Linked DNA regions of Mus musculus: region 1 is linked to region 2. Evidence: chromatin contacts called from public HiChIP or PLAC-seq data. All regions are on one chromosome and are shown on one strand. The core of a region is the stretch at or near the end of the contact, and the rest is flanking DNA. Distances in the headings are between cores, read along the strand shown.

The links. HiChIP or PLAC-seq counts read pairs in DNA pulled down with a chosen protein or histone mark.
Region 1: an H3K27ac HiChIP or PLAC-seq map of double positive thymocytes shows a contact between it and region 2, with 8 read pairs. The contact joins two enhancer-like sites. A contact is called at or near these places in 1 of 39 promoter capture datasets (the C10 cell line), 1 of 484 Hi-C or Micro-C datasets (peritoneal macrophages), 2 of 115 datasets of contacts at active chromatin or transcription factors (double positive thymocytes and microglia) and 1 of 9 other capture datasets (liver).

The regions. Positions count from the first base shown.
Region 1 is chr15:86,361,917-86,368,582 of GRCm38.p6, forward strand. It overlaps Tbc1d22a (TBC1 domain family, member 22a), which reads left to right. Exons shown (of 13, transcript NM_145476.2): 10 at 4,689-4,764. Among named protein-coding and RNA genes, the nearest start is that of Tbc1d22a, 150 kb to the left of the region's middle. Within about 2 kb of position 3,230, at least 78 of the 459 cell types and tissues checked have an H3K27ac peak or open chromatin away from gene starts, as enhancers often do. A contact at or near this core is called in double positive thymocytes, where this site is marked.
Region 2 is chr15:86,232,521-86,239,041 of GRCm38.p6, forward strand. Tbc1d22a (TBC1 domain family, member 22a) reads left to right here. Exons shown (of 13, transcript NM_145476.2): 2 at 2,210-2,266; 3 at 2,996-3,333. Among named protein-coding and RNA genes, the nearest start is that of Tbc1d22a, 21 kb to the left of the region's middle. Within about 2 kb of position 2,276, at least 39 of the 459 cell types and tissues checked have an H3K27ac peak or open chromatin away from gene starts, as enhancers often do. A contact at or near this core is called in double positive thymocytes, where this site is marked.

The DNA of each region.
Region 1 (6,666 bases), core at 1,980-4,479, 130 kb after region 2:
CCTCCCTCCCTCCCTCCCTCCCTCCCTCCCTTCCTTCCTTCCTTCCTTCCTTCCAGGCAGGGTCTCACTATATAGCTCTACCTGCCCTGGAACTCTCTGTGTAGACCAAGCTGGCCTTGAACTCAGAGATCTACCTGTTTCTGCCTCCCAAGTATTGGGATTAAAGGTGTGTGCCACCACTGCCTGACATCTAGTAACAAAATCTTATTTTTTGCTTCCTTTTCAAACGTTAGTGGCTGTTTCAGAGCAACTTCAGATAAACCATAACCCTGGAGCGTTCCCATGTCATCCCTCCCTCCCTCCCCCACAGCCACACTTCCCCTGTTCTGAAGAACACCTGCATTAACGTAACACACTTGTGACTGACAGGGCACTGTCAATGAGTCATGACCAACTGAAACTCATAGTTTAATTAACATTGTAAACTATGGGTCTGGCAGATGCCTAACAACATGTGCTGTCCATTAGTCCTCAGTAAGCGTCCGTGTGCCACCTGTTCATCCACCTCGCCTTCTGATGGAACCTGGTCCCCATGGTTTTGTTTTTGCCAGGATGCCACATGGTTGGCAGGGTGGCCTTCCCAGCCTGGCTTTGCTCACCCTGTTACTTCATCTCTGGTCCATGTCTGTCTGTCCTCTATCCAGCAGTAGCTCTGGCCTGACCACTCTGCACTGTCTTACTGGATCCTGCCCACAGTGTTATAACTCTGAGATGCTGCTTGCCCCGTGGCTACAAATGAGCCCAGGGCATGTTCCTACAGTGGCTTACACAAGGAGGCTGCTGTCCTGCTGTGTCTGTCAGGACCTCTCAGTGTTGGACAATGATCTGTAATCAGCAAAGCTGGGGACAGGAAGGTTGGGAATGCACTTGGGGTAGGTGCTGTGGTAGGCTCCAGTAGATGCAGTTGCTCACCCTGCACCCTTGTGAGGGATATGCTGCCCGTCTTTCATAGGTGAGAAGCAGGAGGAAGTTGAGCTAGCAGATGGGAAACACAGAGTTAGGCAAGGCGCCATGTGTTTTCAGCGGCTGGTCTGTGCTGACTGCACTCTGAGAGGCTTGCCACAAGCCTGTCCTTGTCTTCGTCCTTCCCACCTCTTCTCAGAGGCTGTAATGGAGACATTCAGGGTATCGCTTTAACCAGTGCTTCTAAGCTTGGAGGGACAGCTAATGTGATGGATGACATAATCACGATTCACAATGAGTTCAGCTGCCTGGAATACCAGCCCAGAACCAATCAAGTGAGCACGCTAATAGGAATAAATGTAAAATCCTGCATTCAAGTTCAAAAACCCAGTCAGACCAGGTCAGTGGGAAGCATTTGGGACAGTTTGGGTTGACTGTGTCCTCGGTGGGAAGCTCTGTCATCATTTTGTCTCCATTATGGCTCTTGTCTCGTAGCTGATAGCCCTCACCCTCTGTAGTCCCGCTCTGTTATTTCTACACGGCACAATCAGGATCCTTCCACAATTTGAATCTTGTAGCTGCAACAGTGGACAGCTGCCCTTTCCCCCTGCTGACATCATTGGGCAGCTATGGTTCTTTCTCACCTCCTGCTTGTAACTCCTTCAGAATGGCCTCCTCCCAGCTCTTGTCTTGCCCCACACTCCCCCTTTCCTGAATATGCCATGCTCCCTAGGGACCCTGGGACCTCTCTGCTTTACTGCAGCCCAGGTCTCACATCCTCACTGTGCTGCTCCCAGCCAGGCCCTGTCCTGTATCCCAGGACCAGCATTCACCATGCTCTTCCCTTCTGTGCTGTGCTGTGTCTATATAATACATGTTTTGTCCCCAGATTAGCACAGCAGGTAACTGCTAAGTGTGGCATTTCCCGTGTCGTGTCGTGTCAGGTCAAGTCAGAGAGAGAGAGAGAGAGAGAGAGCGAGAGAGAGAGAGAGCGAGAGCGAGAGAGAGAGAATGAATATGAATATATGAGAATTAATTCAACAGAGTGGCCCTAAAGGTGCGCCCTGGCCTGGTCTGTCTGTCTTTGTTGGCGTAGGCTGGCAGCCCAGTGCTGGGCCAGTGAGAACGCTGCTGGTTTTGCTGCTGGTTTTGTCTTCTGCCTTTGCCAGAGTGCCAAGGCCTTGAAGGTTCTTTCAAAGCAGGACCCCCACTTCCCCTTTTCCTCTTATAGAATGGTATCATTCTTGCCTCAGTGTTTGGATTCTAAAAAGCCAGCTTCCCTTTCTGAGCTCTGAACAAACTGAGAAGTAAAACAAAACAGTGGCAGATGGAAGCAAAGGAGAGCTGTCGTTCTTGCTGCACAGTGAGTGGGCTTGAAATGGTTTCTAGTGTGGAAGCCAAATAACTGGCTAAATCCACACTGTCTCTAGCCAGTGTTGGTAGGCTGGGGCTGGGCAAGAAGAGCCCATAGGGCCTCTGTCCTCCCATAGAGCACTGATTAGTCTCGTGGGTGGGGGTGAAGCTCTCACCATGTAAAGTGTGGGGAGGTTAGAAGATGTGTCACCCTGATTTCTTCAGCTGTAATTGGGGTAGCCATCACAGCCCCAGTTAGCTGTGTAAGGAGGCTTGTCAACCTCAGGGAGGTGTATCAGACTAGAATATAGTAAGTGGTCAGTAGGGCCTTCCTGACCCAGAGGCTGCAAACCACCCTTAGCTAGTCTCTCTCATCTCTATCTAGTTCAGACTGTTCATAAATTCCTCCACCCAAATATGCACCCACAGACTGGAGCAGTAACCTCCTGCTAACCTCCTCGGAGAAATTAAGTCTCCCAAGTTATACTTGGCAAGCTCAGATCCAAAGACGATTGATGACTCTCTGAAGAGCTGTAGGCTAGAACCAAATTTTCTATGGCTTTTAAGGTTAGGTATGTTAGAACCCAGTTAGTCCTGATTCTGGCTTCTGCTTCATCGCAGCTAGCAGGATGCTTGGCCCTCTGGGATTCGTACAGTTCCTCGGGACCTCAAGTTTTGACTATGAGACTGAGCCCAATAGTTGCTCCTCCGGAGAGCTGACTTTCACGAGAGTGCATGAGCCTGTCAGAGATCTGGCCTTCCAAATCTGGGTAGGAGGCCATCCTAAGGCCCAGGGCAGTTCCCACCATGTTCCCAGATCCTGTCTTTGTTGCTGTCTTATGTCTCTGGAAGGCCTGGCCTGGCCTAGCCCTCACGAGGTTGGTAGACACAGTTCTTCTTGTTCTAACCCTTGCATATGAGTGAACTGGAAGTCTAGAGGCTCTCACTGCAGTTTTGTCTGGGAGAGATGTCCCAGCATGCCTTACTCTTCCTGTTGTAGATAGACACCTCTATAGCTTGTAGGCTTTGTTAGTACTGAGCCACAGTGGCATTAAGAACTTCTGCCAGCCAGCGTCTGTCCTTAATTCTTTCTGTCTTCCTGGAAGGCTCCCCATTCAGGATCAGGTGCTGAGGCTCCATGCTATTGGCAGGCTCTGAAGGGGACGGAGGGCTGATGCTTCTCACTCTGCTATGTTGCCTGCTGACTGCAGACACTTGCTGCCCTTGGGTGCAGGCCACCTGGGTGCCCCACCATCTGTGAAGCTGCAGAACGTGCTCCCCGTGGGCTGAGAGGGAGTAGGCATTCTTCCCTGCTCTCTCGCCCGTGCTCCATGCTACTTCTGAGTGCTCTGAGGTTTGCGGGCTGCCATTTGCCATGCTATGTCATGTCTGAAAGCCTTCCCCTCTGCTGGCTTCTGTAATGTCTGAGGCTCAGAACCGTCCAACAATGCGGGGTGCTGAGTCTCATCTAATAGATGATGGGACCCGTGCCCAGAGAGAGCACACACTGTAGATGTCACATGTAGCTAAATATTAGCTATGCTTCTATTCCAAGTCCCTTTCACAAAGGCTCCCTCCCCAAATCTGCCCCCAACCCCTGCCTCCAGTCCATATGAGCCTCACCCGCATCACTGAGAAGAGTCGCATGCCACTTCTCATACAGTGGCTGCATTCTTAGCACTTGAGTGCTGCGCTGTCAGCACATTTGCCGTTTCTCATTGGCTCCCTGGTGGGCCGGGTGCTGGCTGTCCAGGTGCCCATTGAGGTGGTCATTCCAGCCAGTGGTTCTGCTCAATGAGCCAGACGCATGGGTGCTGGTTTGTTCAATTTAAATGTAAATATCCAACATTAACAAATAGAAATGTTCCATGAAGCGTTCCTGGGAGCTGTGTGCATCCTCTGACATCAGATGGGAGTGAGACCTGGTGGTGCTGTGCTCTGTTGGTGTTATGCAGAGTGTGGCCCTGGACCTGTTTCTCGTGAGGCAACCTAGCAGTGTGTAGTTGGTTTGTTTATAAAATGGTTTTGCATTATAAACTCTTTTCACCGCTTTTTCCTCTTTGGAGGATCTGGGTTACCGGAGCGGGTGGTGCTCATGTGTGGTATGTCTTTATGTATGTTCACCCATGTGTGAGTATGTGTACAGTGGTATTTGTGTGGGCCTGGAGTTGACATTGCTTGCCTTCCTCAGTCACACTCCACTTTACTTGGAGATACAGTCTCTTGGTTGAACCCAGAGCTCACTAGCTGTGGCTAGTCCAGCCAGCCAGCCTGATCTGGGGATGCCCTGTCTCCTTCTCCCAAGTGCTGGGATTACAGGTGGCTTCCACAGCGACTTGGCTTTTATGTGGGTTCTGGGTACCTGAATTTAAGGTCTCAAAGTTGCTTTATCCTGTGTGCATTTAATATATGCTGTAATTTTTCCCCCTTAGGACAACTACACCTTTGCCCAACCTGGGATTCAGATGAAAGTGAAGATGCTGGAAGAGCTTGTGAGCCGGATTGATGGTAAGTCAGTGTCCAGCACAGCCTTCCCTGGGGCAGGGAGAGTTCTAGCGGGAGGTTAGGGAGGCAGCCTTGCTCCCCAGCCCTGCCAGACGCCACCATCCTGTTCTCATCTGGCCAGTGGTACCTGGGTCTGCTAGCTCTCAGCCAAGTGCGTCCTTAGCAGGAGAAGCTGCTGTTCTGCCCATCCAGCCTGTGCTCCAGTCAGGACTCAGTGGGGAAGGAGATGCAGTGCTCTTGGCAGCCAGCCTCCCTCCTGGGTCAGCTGCAGCTTCTCATCTGGGCAGCAGGGTGGTTGCTGATGGCTGTCCTTTGCCTTGCCTCCCCTGCCTGGGTGTATCATTTGCTATCAAGGAGGATAGAATAATTTCTCCATGGAATCCAATTAATTACCAAGTCCAGAAAGAACATCTTCAATATTATAGAAAAATTATAGTGTGTGCTCCGGCAATTTTAGATTATGCTTTCATGTTTAAGTGAGGCCTTTGAAATACTTTTTACCTTCGTCCTTAAAATAATTCCCCCTGCGATGTGCTGAATGTCATATTGCAATAGCAGAGTTTAATTAAATGAAACTTGAGAGATAATGCTTGCCCATTCCAAGCGGAGCCTCCTGATAGTTTGTTAAATTAATGAGCAGAGTATTAACAAAGTGACGCCAAGCAGAACCAGGCCTGTGTATATATGTGACAGCAGCCTGTCAGCTGTGAGCTGTAGAAGACACCCTGTTTCCCAGAGTCCCGGCCGAGTCGGCTGAGTCACTTGACCAAGGGTACAGAGAACTCTATTGAGGTGGAGTCCTGGCTGTGTGCCCTCTGTGTGTGCAGGCCCCTTCCCAGCCTTCCCCTGGCTGCTCCCATGGTGGAAGAAAATTGTCATAGCCCTCTTCATAGGAGAGACTTGGTTTGGGAAGTGACTGAGTGACATTATAAACCAGAGCCAAAAACTTCGAAACTGTGCTACGTTCGTTCCTTGATTGAGCCTGGGAGTCGTCTCTGTGTCTGATGGTTATTACCTCATTTCCATATTATGAAGTCTCACGCACTTCTAGGGCTGCTTTATTGGATTCAGTGTGTTTAGCTGCTTTTCAACCTCCCTCCGAAGTACTGCTCTTTCTCTCGTCAGTGCACCCTGTGCATTTATTCTGCACTCAGGTTGCGTTCTTGCTTGGCTCTGGTTGAAGTTTTTTCCTACCAGCGATTTCACAAGTGTCCCCGGCCTCATTTAGTTCTTTGAAATACTATTTGCAGGAGCTACGAGTTACACAGTTCTAGCAGGTTCTTCTTTTCCTCCTGTGCCCCTCAGAAGGCCTATTTTATATTTTCCATGAGCCTTAAGTTGTGGCCAGGGCTGGCTTGCTCCAGCGCTGCAGTTGGGGAAATGCTTGAATTGATTTTTTTTCTCGTGCTGCGGTTCAGAAGGAGGCACACTGCAGATTTACACTGTGATTGTTCCAAAGAGCAGCAGTGACTACTGCAGAGCTGCCCATGTCTGTGCTCTGGGTAAAGCATCTTTATCTCCATGCAAGGATCAGCTCTTCACAGCACAGGATGGATGCCAGTGTCCCAGGGCAGGCTGTGCAACCTGCTTGCTTGTGTTCTCATAATAGAAGCTCTGAAAATCTGTGTAGCTGCACCATTGTGAGGATACTGGACTGTGCAAGCAGGAAATGCCTGGTCCTTGGGGCTCCAGCCCTGGCTGGCAGCCTCCTCCTTATCCTGCACCCACAGTATTTGGAGAAGCTGCAGGGCTGCAGCTCCCGTAGCTCCACTGGACTCACTGTAAGCCTTTCATCAGTGGCAGGATACACTGTGTAGAAAAAACCCTAACCTGTTGCCTGATTTCTGCAGTTCTAGGGAGTAGAAGGACCGTGCTTGTTTCAGAGAGCATTAACTAGAGAGGGAA
Region 2 (6,521 bases), core at 1,026-3,525:
TGAAGGTAAACAAATGACTTAAGTAAACTGAAGAAGAAGGAAGTAATAATTTGGGGAAATACTTCACATCACAGAGTCAGCAAGGTAGAACTTAATTTTAAAAAAGATTTATTTTTATTATTAAAAGTATTTTATTTATGTATTTGCTTGTGTGTGTGTATATATGTGCCGCAGCATGTAGGTAGAGGTCAGCGGTCAGCTTGTAGGAGTTGTTTTCTCCTTTCACTATATGGGTCCTGGGGATTGAACAAACTTAGTTTGTCAGGGTTAGGGGCAAACAGTTTTATCCACTGAGTTGCTGTAGTGATCCTAACTTTTCTTTCTTTTTTTTACTTTTAATTATGTTTATATGTGTGGTGGTGGAGGGATGTGCATGTATGAATGCAGGTGCCCATGGAAGCCAGAAGAGGGATTTGAAGATGGAGTTATAGGTAGCCTTAAGATGCTTGATGTGGGTGCTTGGAATTGAACTTGTGTCCTCTGCAAGAACTGTATGTTCCCCCTCTCTCTCTGTCCATCTCTCCATTCCCAGGATTTAAAGAAAACTTCCTTCTAAGCTTTTCCTTGCTGTGGATGGGAATCAACACTGGACAATGTGGGGAGGGAGGGAGAGGGAGAGGGAGGGAGGGGGAGCAGCTAGCTCTAAATGGGAAGTCTTTATCAGACCCCTTCCTTCAAGGCTTAGGGAATCTGTGCAGAGAGATTCCCAGAGCCAGAGGTGATGGATGACCCCAAGGAAACCCAGCAGGATGAGCCACACATTAGTTCACAGGGGCTGACAGCAGGCACAAGACCTGTACACGTTCAAACCAGATCAGATTCCAGCACTGAGAAGGGGACGTGGACACACAAAGTCCCACCCTTCTTCAAGAGACTATTTGAAAGGGACAATCTGTTTTCTCCAGTGGAGTCTGACTGGGTTTATCAACCACACTGCAGAGTACCTGGCCCACACAAAGTGTATTCTGGGTTGGTTTGTGCACTTTTTGTTTTTTATCTTTCTGTTTTGTCTTGATCTTTCTTTCTTTCTTTCTTTCTTTCTTTCTTTCTTTCTTTCTTTCTTTCTTTCTTTCTTTCTTTCTTTCTTTCCTTCCTTCCTTCCTTCCTTCCTTCCTTCCTTCCTTCCTTCCTTCTTTCTTCTTGCGAGGGAGGTGGGGAGGATCTGAGAGGATCTGGGGAGAGGGATCTATTAAAATAAAAACATCTTTTAACTCACTTAAAAATACTACACATATTTGTGTGTGTGTGCGCGCATATGCACATGTCACCCACAGCACTTGGATGGAGATCAGGAAACAACTTTGAGAATCAGTTTTCTCCTTTCCCCATTAGATGATTGAACCCAGGGATTGGACTCAGGTTGTCAGGCTTGGCAACTAGCGCCTTTTACCAGCTGAGCCCTCCATGGTCCCAGGACTTCATAAAAAAAAAAAAAAGCCTGCATGTGCTTACCTACATTGCTCTTTATGTCTCTCTGCACGCTTCTCCCTTCATCAGGGTCTTGTGTCGGAACCCCAGAGTGGGATGTCAGTTAGGGTGTCTGACGCCAGTGGCTCTGATGAGTAGGGATTCCTTTGTCTCTTGTGCCTGGAAGGGAAAGGAGGTGATCTGCCTGGACCCCAGCTCAAGGAAGCCATCACAGGGCCACTCTATCTCCTGCTGTACCAGCCTTCAGAGGTGGCTTCATTCTTGAGACTTCTCATGCCGAGGTGACAGATATCCTGGCCTCACCTCAAAGGGACATGCCTGACTCAGAGGAGCTGAGGTTCAAGGGTACTGGCTGAGCCTGTCTGGTTTTGGTGGGAGAGTCGCACCCTCATATGTTTTTAAATTGATTACATCTTTACAAAATTCTTTATGTTTGGATAACCAGAGGCGCATCTGGTGGATATTCCCAGTGAGGTTACCTTGTGAGGTTGTGTCGTGCTTGTGAAACACATTTGTGAGCAGTGGCTCAGGAACCCGGTGTTCCCAGTGGTCTGAGGACTCCTGGGGCTCCCTGATGGTCCAGAGCATCGTGGGGTGTGTGGGCCTGTGGGCGCCGTAGCCCCGGTGGCTGACATGCAGCTGCTGATGGGTGTGGCTCTTCCTGGCGTGGGGCTGAGGAGCTGGCAGTTTTCTTGATTCACCATTGGGCTTTCAGCAGAGCTAAAAAACCCGAAAAACCAAAAAACCAAAAACCCTAACGTTTTGTTTCCTGTTCTCCTAGCATCCAGCATGTGTATGGAGCCCAGCACCCACCGTTTGATCCGCTGTTACATGGCACGTAAGTGGCAGTTGGTGACCTGCTTCTGCCAGCTCATTGGAGGTTCAGAGGGAGGGGAAATGTTCTCTCAGTCAGCAGATGGCCTAGCCACTTGCTTTGTGAGACACTACTGTCCGAGAGTAGTTCCCCCTGTAGCTGGGCAGTGGGATGTGGGGCTGCAGAGAGCTGGCACTCCTGGCTTGAGGGCAGCGTGGCTCCAGACTGTCCTTACACCGCACCTGAACCCTTCCTCGGTCCTGCACTCTCTCTGTCCTGGTGGTGGCTCTTCTGAGTATTGGGCCTAGCCCAGTGCTGGTGTGGCCCTGCAGGGCTGCACCTGTCTGTCATATTTCTAGACTTCTACTGGGGCCTATGCCATGTGTTGTTGTCAAGCTTGGAGGGACGTCCTTTGAACTATTCTGTCTCCGAGTGTGTATGCCAAGGCCCCGTTTTCTGCAAGGTCCTCTTGCTCTGTACCCGTCCGCTGCTGCTTTAGGAGCTTGGCTGAGATGGAGGGAGCGTGAGAATGTACTTTCTAGCCTTGGCACCATTGCTGTGTAGTTCTGTGCTGCTTGGTGGCTCTTGTCTGGAACGCCTCCCTCCCTATCACGTAGCCTGTGCAGTGCCAAGTCCTATTTTGATGCCCACACTTTGTGCTTTTCTTGGCACCCTCATCTAGATGAAGTACCTTCTCCCTTGGGATTCTTTTTTTGGCTGAGTGTGCACAGTAAAGACACCTTTGCTTTGTAGCTTGCTCAAGTCCACGCCCAAGGTGCCCACCACTCCGGTGAAGGCCAAGCGGGTCAGCACCTTCCAGGAGTTTGAGAGCAACACCAGTGATGCTTGGGATGCCGGTGAAGACGATGATGAGCTCCTGGCCATGGCGACAGAGAGCCTGAACTCTGAGGTGGTCATGGAGACAGCACATCGTGTCCTGCGCAATCACAGCCAGAGGCAGAGCCAGCCTTCACAGAAGACGACAGAACCAGAGCCAGAGCCTCAGCCCATAGCAGAGCCTCCTGTACCTCCCAGTGGTGACCTTCGCCTGGTGAAGTCTGTCAGTGAGAGCCACACTCCTTGTCCTTCAGGTAGGGATGAAGGGACAATAGAGCCAAGGAAGGATTGGATTGGAATAAAGAGGGCTGTGTGCCTGTTTGCACCAGGACTCTGGGCCTTGAGAGCCTGTACGGCCATCTTTCATGCGGATGTGGCCCTCCCAGGCCCGTGGGCTCCAGATGGTCTTTTCTTTATTTGGGGACCAGGCTTGTGGCTGGTGTGGGGGCCCAAGAAGAGGGCCACTGGGGAGCACAGGCGATGGGAGATCCTAGGCTTCTTCAGAAAGGAGCCAGGAGTGCCCACGCATGCCTCCCCTGGGTAAGGGTGCTCTCATTTACAGATGAAAAACAGATCCATAGTAGTCTAAGGCCACCCTGCTAGATTCAGAAAGGGGCTTTTACATAGCCTCATTTTCAGAACCGCCTTCTGAGAGTTGATGGGCTAAAGCCTTACCATGTCTTCAGGTGAGAAGCTGGTTTTATTTGATTTGTAGCAAATTTGGAAGTCCGAGTTTACAGGGGAAGGTGGCTTTCTCTGAATCTGATGGGGGATTGCTCCCTTCTACCTCCTGTCTGCTTAGTCTAGGCAGGCTGCCCTCTAGTGGCGGCATCCAAGGATTGACAGGAACCTTGGATTCTGCCCACCCCTGTGCTCATGCAGTGGTGGACACAACTTCTCACGTGCCCACAGCTGGCTGGACCGAGGGCATTGCTATTGCTGGTGTTGGCCCTCAGCACACCATATGGAGGAGCTGAGAGTGGTGGATCACAGGATATCTGACTTGGAGGTCCAGATCAGAAACAGACTCATCTCCAGGAGATGATGGAGCTTGGTGGTGTCACACTGTGGCAGCCTCTCCAGTACAAGTAAACACTTCTCAGGACGTCTTGTTCCTGGGGAAGGGGCTTTGAGCTCTTTGCTGTGTCCTGCAAACCTTGGGCTGAGCGTCCTGTATTTGTTATCTGGGAGAGATTTTTTTTTCTTGAGCATTTAATAATAATAGCATGTTGTTGCTCATTGTATGGCTAATACCACAGCCAGCCCCTTGGATGGTAAATTCTTCAAACTCCTCAGGCTTCTAGGAGGGAGTTGTGTTGTTCTTCCTTTACAAATGTAGTACCAAGAAGACCCCTAGCTGCTCAGGAGAGGTGGCTTGGGGTGGGGCTGGGGTTGTCTGTGGCTCTAGAGTTCCTCCTGTTAGTGCGGGCTCCTGCAGAGACCAGGAGTTCTCATCCAGAGATCTTGCTCTCATGTTGGATAGTGTGTGTCACTGAGCATGGTGTGTGCTCAGATTTCTGCAGTGCCCTGACAGAGACTGAATATTGCCACACCCTCATCAGTCAGGCCAGGGAGTCCTGCACCGTAGTTAGTGAGACCTCTACCAGGATTAGTTAGATTGGCTCTGGGAGCTGCAGGAGTGTGTCTATCCAGGGCTTAGCCCCTGTTGCCATAGAGTGCTACCCTCTGATCATAACAGCTCACCTCTTCACCAGAACGGCTGCGACTGCTTGCAAGAGACCCTCAAGATGGGACCTGCTGGCTGTGAATGTTTCCTCATAGTAGGAAGAAATGTGAGGGACACTGGATCCTTACCTCAGATTCTCATCACTCCCTCCTGTGCCTCCCAGATAGCTGTGTGCGACTCTGTCCTAGTCAGTGTTCTGTTGCTGTGAAGAGACGCCAGTGACCACAGCAATGCGTATAAGAGAAAGCATTTAGCTGAGGCTTGCTTATATTTAGAGGTCTAATCCATCACGGCCATGGTGGGAAGCACAGTGGCCTGCAGACAGGTGGGGTGCTGGGGAAGTAGCTGAGAAGTCTTTTTTTTTTTTTTTTTTTTTCCCCGAGACAGGGTTTCTCTGTGTAGCCCTGGCTGTCCTGGAGCTCACTTTGTAGACCAGGCTGGCCTCGAGCTCAGAAATCCTCCTGCCTCTGTCTCCAGAGTGCTGGGATTAAAGGCGTGCGCCACCACGCCTGGCCCCTAGCTGAGAATTCTATATCCAGATCCGTAGGCAACAGGGAGAGAGAGACACACACAGACCTGCCTTGAGCATTTGAAACCCCAAAGCCCATCCCCAGTGACACACTTCCTCCACGGCCACACCTACTCCAGCGAGGCCACACCTCCTAATCCCTGTCAAGTAGCTCTACCCCATAATGACCAATCATTCAAATATCTGAGCTGTAGGACCATTCCTATTGTAGCCATCTCAGCCCTGGATGCTAGAATGTAGACATAATGGAGGATCTCTGGCGCTTGCTGGCTAGTCAGTCAAGCTAACTCAGTGAGCTTCATGCCCAGTGAAAGAACCTGCCTCCAAAAATAGAGTCGAGAGGGACTGAGGAAGACACCTGCTGTTGAACTTGATTGCACATGCAGATGTACATATGTGCATCACACACACATGCATAGATTCCCCACGGTGTTCTGCTCCTGAGCTCCAGGGCTGATGTGTGGGAGGGTGTATTTTGGGTGCTTGTCTATAGGGCCTAAGGCAGACACCAGCATGTTGAATTTGGATCTTTCCTGAAGCTCCCTCTTGACTGCAAACTGGTCTGTGCCTTCTGAGAGTTGAGGCTGCTGGGTAGAGTCAGGGACCACAGAGCCTTATGCCCTTGGTTCCTGTGGCTCTTTGTTGGGTGACCTGGCTCCTCTCTGGGCTGTTCCTAGCCAGATCCCAGAATGGATTGTGCCATCTCCCCTCCCTCCTCAGGACTCCTTGAACCTGCAGGGTTTGGGGGGGGGGGGGGCAGCTAAGGAAACCCCGAGAGAGGGGCTCCTGACTTGTCCATGAAGGCTCCTTGCCTGCCTGGCTTTCTTTGTCCCTGTGTGCTAGGACTTGGGATGGGTGGATGGGTGGGTGGGTGAGTGGTGGTGGGGCACTGAATGAGATGTGCTCTGGTCCTTCTGAGCCTCCTGGTCACTTACCTGCTGTCCTCAGTGCCTTTGTGGCATCATCCTTTCCTTTTCTGATGGACAGTGGCTTGCCTGCCGAGTACACCTGGGTGGCCCATTAAGCCTACTGTCCAGGCCTGTGGATATCTGAAGGCTGCAGAGGAGTGCTTTGGATTTTGTTGGCTATCAGGATGTATCTGTTTGTCTGGTGAACAGTACTTCATTAGTGAGCTAGTGTTTGGTGCTGGGTGATGGGAGGGAGGGAGAGCTGACCAGATGATGGTCACAAAGGCCCATGGTAACATGGTGAGCACCTGGGCACAT